Regions from separate parts of the Mus musculus genome. Here region 1 is linked to region 2. The links are chromatin contacts, called in public Hi-C maps. All regions are on one chromosome and are shown on one strand. Each heading gives the region's core, a stretch centred on a gene start, on an enhancer-like site or on the middle of the called end of the contact. The rest is flanking DNA. Distances are from core to core; before and after follow the strand shown.

What was found. A called contact is a pair of places that touch in the nucleus more often than the background predicts.
Region 1: a Hi-C map of cerebral cortex shows a contact between it and region 2, with 2.9 times the contacts expected there. The contact joins the promoter of Cobl here to the enhancer-like site in region 2. A contact is called at or near these places in 2 of 39 promoter capture datasets (hippocampal neurons and liver), 29 of 484 Hi-C or Micro-C datasets (the AML12 cell line, the C2C12 cell line, the G1E-ER4 cell line and 20 more), 5 of 115 datasets of contacts at active chromatin or transcription factors (cardiomyocytes, embryonic fibroblasts, embryonic stem cells and 1 more) and 2 of 9 other capture datasets (adipose tissue and liver).

The regions. Positions count from the first base shown.
Region 1 is chr11:12,463,334-12,466,269 of GRCm38.p6, forward strand. Cobl (cordon-bleu WH2 repeat) reads right to left here and starts at 1,627. Exons shown (of 15, transcript NM_172496.3): 1 at 1,349-1,627. The coding sequence starts at 1,389.
Region 2 is chr11:12,371,682-12,374,574 of GRCm38.p6, forward strand. All of the region lies in intron 4 of Cobl (cordon-bleu WH2 repeat), which reads right to left. Among named protein-coding and RNA genes, the nearest start is that of Gm30596, 11 kb to the right of the region's middle. Within about 2 kb of position 1,625, at least 113 of the 459 cell types and tissues checked have an H3K27ac peak or open chromatin away from gene starts, as enhancers often do. A contact at or near this core is called in cerebral cortex, muscle stem cells and myocytes, where this site is marked.

The DNA.
Region 1 (2,936 bases), core at 377-2,876, 92 kb after region 2:
TATTTATTTATTTTTTTAAAAAGTGGTGAAATAATTCAGTCCCCTTAAATAGAGTTATGTAACAATGTAGAAAAGTCGCAATTTTAAAAGCAATTCTGTTTACATCTCCCAACGTCATTTTAGGGGCTCTCCATTACCATGAAAAAGTATTCCCATATCTATTTTTTAAGGGGAATTTGTTTCTTCAAAGGATTTATATAACCACAACCACACCTTAGCGAAGAAAAGTCTTAAAAAAAAAATTCCGTAGCTTCAAGATTATGAGTTAGAAATGTATCTTACTTTTTTGGAAGCCTCCAGGGGAGATTTTAAGAATAAAGAACTGGTTTAGACGGCTTTTATAAACACTTGGGCAACAAAGTCAGTGGGCAAGGGATCGGGTGAGTCAGTGGGACATAACTGCTAAAGAAAAGAGATTTGTTGTCCCCAGTGCCGCCTTAGAAAATCCAGCTGCTCAAGTGGAAAGTGGGCCATTTCGGGAGCAGGTGCGGACCCACCCCAACTCATTCCATTCGCAACACTCATAACACATTTGCTCCAGAAAGAAGAGGTCAAAAGCCAGCCCCACGGCGCTCTCTGAAATCTACCAAGTCTGCAAGGGTTGTCAACTGTCCTGGCAGAGATGGGCACGGAGGGGCACGATTCGGGGAGTTGGGGTTAAAGGGCAAGTCTATTTGACCTGTGTTAGGCAAGTTTCTCTTGGGCAAGTAAAATCCTCAGTGTGACAGGGAATCTCTGTCCGCAAGGTGTGGAGACAGCAAAAAGAAACTAAAAGGGTTGAGGCACTAGAGGATCCTGAAGACAGGATTGACAGCTCTGCTTTACAGGTCCGATGAAGAAGGTCCTCACCTCTTCAGACACAAGGGAGATCCCAGCACAAAGGCTTGGGCAGAAGAGTGTTCATGAAGTCCCTTCCCCACACACCTCCCCAGATCTCCTGGCTACATGGGTCCCAACAGACCAAGTACCCCCTTGTCATTGAGGTAGGGAGCAGCGGGCCACAGGGCCTGCGAGGAGTGGCTGGAGGAACCTGTGTATGGGACCAGACAGACTCAGCTGGAGTTTCAGGCCTGGATTTTCCTTGTCCCCCTCCGCCCGTAATTGCCACTATTGCAAGGGGCTGAAGGCAGCTCAGAGCTGGGGTTCTGCACGGAGGGACAGCACTCCCTCCACCCACCCACCCCCCAACACACACATACACAAACATACACAAGGGCTTTCACAGCAGCACCTCTCGCAGAAAGTGTTCCCGAGCAAGGCCTGCCACGGTTACCGGAGCAACGACCCAGGCGCCCCAAGTCCTCAACACCTCGGGAAGAGCCACGCCCGCCCTCGTGGGCCCGCTTACCCTGTGGGGGGCTTGGCCGCCAGTGCACGCGGCGCGTCCATGGAGCCGGCGGGTTGCTCTGCCGGCCGACTGGGGCGCTGGCTGCGGCGCCGCCGTCCTCATTCACTTTTTCCGCGCTGACCCATCGTCCTCCCACGCGGGGCTAGCGAGGACAGCGGCCGTGCCGAGAGGACGGAAGCGACCTGGGGCGTCCGGGCGGGCGGGGGCGTGCGGAGAGAGACGGACGCGGCTACCCCGGGCGCGGGAGCAAGGTGCGCCGCCCCCCGCCAAACTGGCTCAGCCGCGCCCACCGCGGCGCCGCCCCGTGCCCGCGCGCCGCTCCCCAGCGCCCGCCTCTCCGCGCGCCCCCGCTGCCCGCCGGAGCACACCTGGGCGGGGCGCGCGCCCCGCGGTGGGCACCGAGTCACCTGCCCAGCCGGCTGGAGGAACTAAGCGGGCAAATACCTGGCCACCTGTGGCTGCGCGGGGCGAGGCGGGCCGACTAGGCTGCGAGAACCGACTTGAAGGAAGAGAGAAAAATAGACGGTCTAGCGCCTCAGTTTCTGCCCCAGAACCTAAAAGAACCTTTGTTAGAACTAGAGATCTACTGTAAGGGGAGGGGAGAGTGGTCCAAAATGAGGTCCTTGGTGTGCAGCATAGGAAACTGGAGAGGGACGCAGCTTGGGGTAAAGGGGCACACCTTTTTCTGAGAAATCAGAAAGCAGTGAGGCTGGAGTGTGGACATCCAGTGCCAACAAGAACTGCACCTGTTTGGATGCATGCTTCTGCTTGCCAGCCTAATTGCCTGGATAGTAATGAATGCTACTGTGGCCCCAGCCCTGTGATTCCCATGTTGAGTGGTGAGCAAAAATACCAGCAGAGGCAGCAGGTGCTGAGGCCTCACTGCAAGTCAACCTGAGGACCCAGCACCACTAAGCTTCCCTTCTCCAGCCTGCTAATTGACCTTAGGGGAACAGGAAAAGAACCTGATTGCTATGAAGTTCCGCCCTTCAAATACAGCAGTTGTACTAGGTTCTCAGGATTGGAATAAAATGCCAGTAAGAGGCAAAATTCTGTGACTGAACTCTGTATCCAGAAGCTTGCCTAAGCTTTTCTTCCTCTGAACCCCAACTTTCTGTTTAAGGAAAGAGGGGAGACCAGTGTACAAAATACAAGTCCTGCAGTAGCCTTCTTTGCTCCAGCCACAGTGCCCACTCAAAGCAGGTGAACCACTTCATACCTACAGCAGAGCCTGGCTTCCTTTTGAACACAATACTCAGAGCATTTCCCCACCCGAGGGCTTCTGGGATCTGCAATGTGTATCCTGCAGGCTCTGCTCAGATACCTGCTCCTCAGGGAGCTCTTTTCTGACCTCTTTGTCGCAAAGGACATCCCCACTCTCAACTCCCATCTGCTTCTTGTCCACTGTCTTGAGTTTTGTTTGATACTCTTGCCGATTGTCTTGATATTCCTCATGGAAGCATATCACTTTATCTTCTGTGTGTGTGTGTGTGTGTGTGTGTGTGTGCGCGCTTTATATGTCTGTTTATAATCAAAATGCTTACATGCTTTTATATTTATATAAACTGAGTGTATTAATTACGCATGC
Region 2 (2,893 bases), core at 375-2,874:
CTCAGGTTTCCCAACCCCGGCCTAGGCCTCAAGTTGATAATATATTTTTAAGGGCTTTGCCTATGAATTGAACAGAGCTATATAAGAGGTTCCTGATACTAGGTAAACACTGTAGTAAGGTGAGAACAAAGCAAGAAAGATCTCTCATTGGTATCAGGCTAAGCCTTCATAGACAGCGAGGCTGTCCTACCAGGGCAGTAAGCTATGGACACATAGATTTCCCTAGAGAGCATGTGCTTTAAGATGAATGATCACGCGTGGTAGCACGACACTTATTTTCAAGGCTCACATTTAATCTTCAAGAAAGCACTTCCAATTTGGATGCATTAAAGTGATGGGGATGATAATGAAGGTAAGTTGGGTGGCAACAGAGATGGAGAAGGTAGAAGTCCAACGCAGCTGTTGGTCTAGATGGGAAAAGTGGAATCTGGGCAGTTCCATGGTCACTAAACAAGTCCCTGGTAGAGAACAGGTGGGACTTCCCTTCTCACGTGGTCCAAGTGGCCATTATCATCATAGCTTATCTATCTGTAAGGTGCACTATCACTAGACTCTAGACATGAATAAAGGAAGTGGTAGTAAAGTTCACTTCTCCCCAGCCCCTAACTGCCCAAATCGCCAAGCAGAATCTCCCAGGATGGCTACAGTGGTTATGTATGTGTGTGCCCTATTCAAGACAATGGTGTTCCTTAAGGGACATTGTGAGAAATTCTGTTGATGAGGCAGGTTGGCTATGGGTTGGTAAATGGGGCCACTCAGCTCTGGCACTCAGGCAATCCATAGCAGACTGCCATCCATGCAAATGCTGCAGTTTCTTTCATTTATTTTATTTAAAAAAAATCAAATCTGCTATCACATACTTTAGAAAAATGACAAACTTTCTGTCAAATATAAAAACTCATAGGATATTAGCCTTTATATATATATATATATATATATATATATATATATATATATATATAAACATGCCTATATATATATATATATATATATATATATATATATATATACATGCCTATATGGGTATGTGAAAAGTCTAAAGGACTCATTAAACTCACAATTCACCTGTGTATATATTTGTACATATATGCTTATGCAAATTTGTAAAAATACGTGCAGATAAATATATGTAGCTACCTCTTCACGAATATGGGCATGCACATGTATATAGCAGAGATTTGCTCAATGAGTGTGCCAAATTTGAACTAACCCTTTGAATACCTATATTTCTATGATAGATAAGGGTCAGTTTCAATCCCAAGTTGGTGGACACTCTATAACATCTAGGATAGATCTAGGCAGGAAGCACAAATGTAAGAATAAAAAACAAGTCAAGGCAATAGGAACTGATGTTACTTCTGTACACATAACTTTCACCTGAAATTCTGAGCTATAGAATTTCTGTCAACAGTTTCAGCGATTTCTATGGATTAAAGTTACATAGCAAATTCTTACACAAGGTATTCTTGTCTTTAAAAAACCAGGGAAATAAAAACTTAAATCATAACCTCAAATCAACCCAGCAAGCCCTCTCCCCTCCCCAGAGTGCCTCTAGCCAAACTCTTCTTTGAGGTCTGACAGACATATCACTTCCGTGCACCCTCCCATCTGGAGCCATGCAGAGTGCAGCCTGTGAGCTCACAGTACCTTGACAGCTCAGGGAAGGCTCAGACTGCGTTTTGGTCAGAAGAACTGGAAAAGGCAGGCAACGAGAAAATGAGAACAACTTGGAGGTCTACAGCAGCCCAAACCAAAGATCTAACTAACTACTCCCTCAGCCTCAAGTGTGAGGTTACACCACCCGCAAAAGAGACAAGGGCATACGCAGAGCTGGCCTGTACCTCCAGGCCTGGTCTCTTAGTCCCAGCAACAGGCTGCTATGCTCGCTGTGAGCACAGAGGGCAGCAGAGCCTTGGAATTCTTCAAGCTGCGCCTTCGGTGTTCAGACAGTGGAGGCATTTGGCCAACAGCACAGTAACCTCTAGCTGCCATCTCCCCTTTCTCCATCAACTGCAGAGATGAGGAAAAGGCTAAGTCCTGCCCCCTAGCCTCTTTCAAGGGCACCCCACACGCACCCTAGCAGTTCTGCTGATCATCTTCAGAAGAGAAAAGGGTTCCCAAGGACACCCTCTGGAAGATTCTCCTCTCTTAGATATTTGGTAGTCAGCAGGATAAGTACAGACATGGAGCAGGATGGTTGGTAACCAAGGTCACCAAAAGAGGCATGTTACAGGTAAAAGGCATACAGTTGGCCTTGGGGCCTGCCGACCACAGGGCAGGGAAATAGGCTGTCATGGCAGTGAGTAGTATACTCAGGGTCTTTGGAGTAGCTAGTTCACGTAAAGAGCTGAAATGCTAATTGGCCTCACTTTGTGCCAGTAGATTGTAAGAGCTATGCTGAGTCGTAGCCCTGCTGAAGGCTTCAGCTTCCATGTCTCTGATAACTGGGAGCAGTGGGGCTTCTCCTTAACAGAGGGTCAGCTTGTATGGCTTCTCCAGGATGCATTTGGACTTCTGTTCTTCTGTTGTCCAAGCGTGGTATGTAACAGAGGCCTCAGTGTGCAAGCCTTTCACTCAGATTCCTTAACGTGGGACAGTTTTTGTTTCTTTTTCTCTAAAATATTCTGTAATCCAAATTTAAACATAACCAAACACACTCGGAGCCGCTGGGCCTGTGCCACTGATGCTGAGAGCACTGTCGGTGTTTTTAAGAGCTACTGGTTGGGAGATCAAGCATGAGGCTCTGAACTCAATCTCAAGTACCACAGCATCGGCAGCAATGAACTTGATGCAATATTCTCTCAGATCCTCTTTTAAGGAGGCTCTTCCATCTACCTTACACTTCCTTTCTTCCATGTCAGGTGAGAGGGTGAATACAGATTCCCCAGGGAAG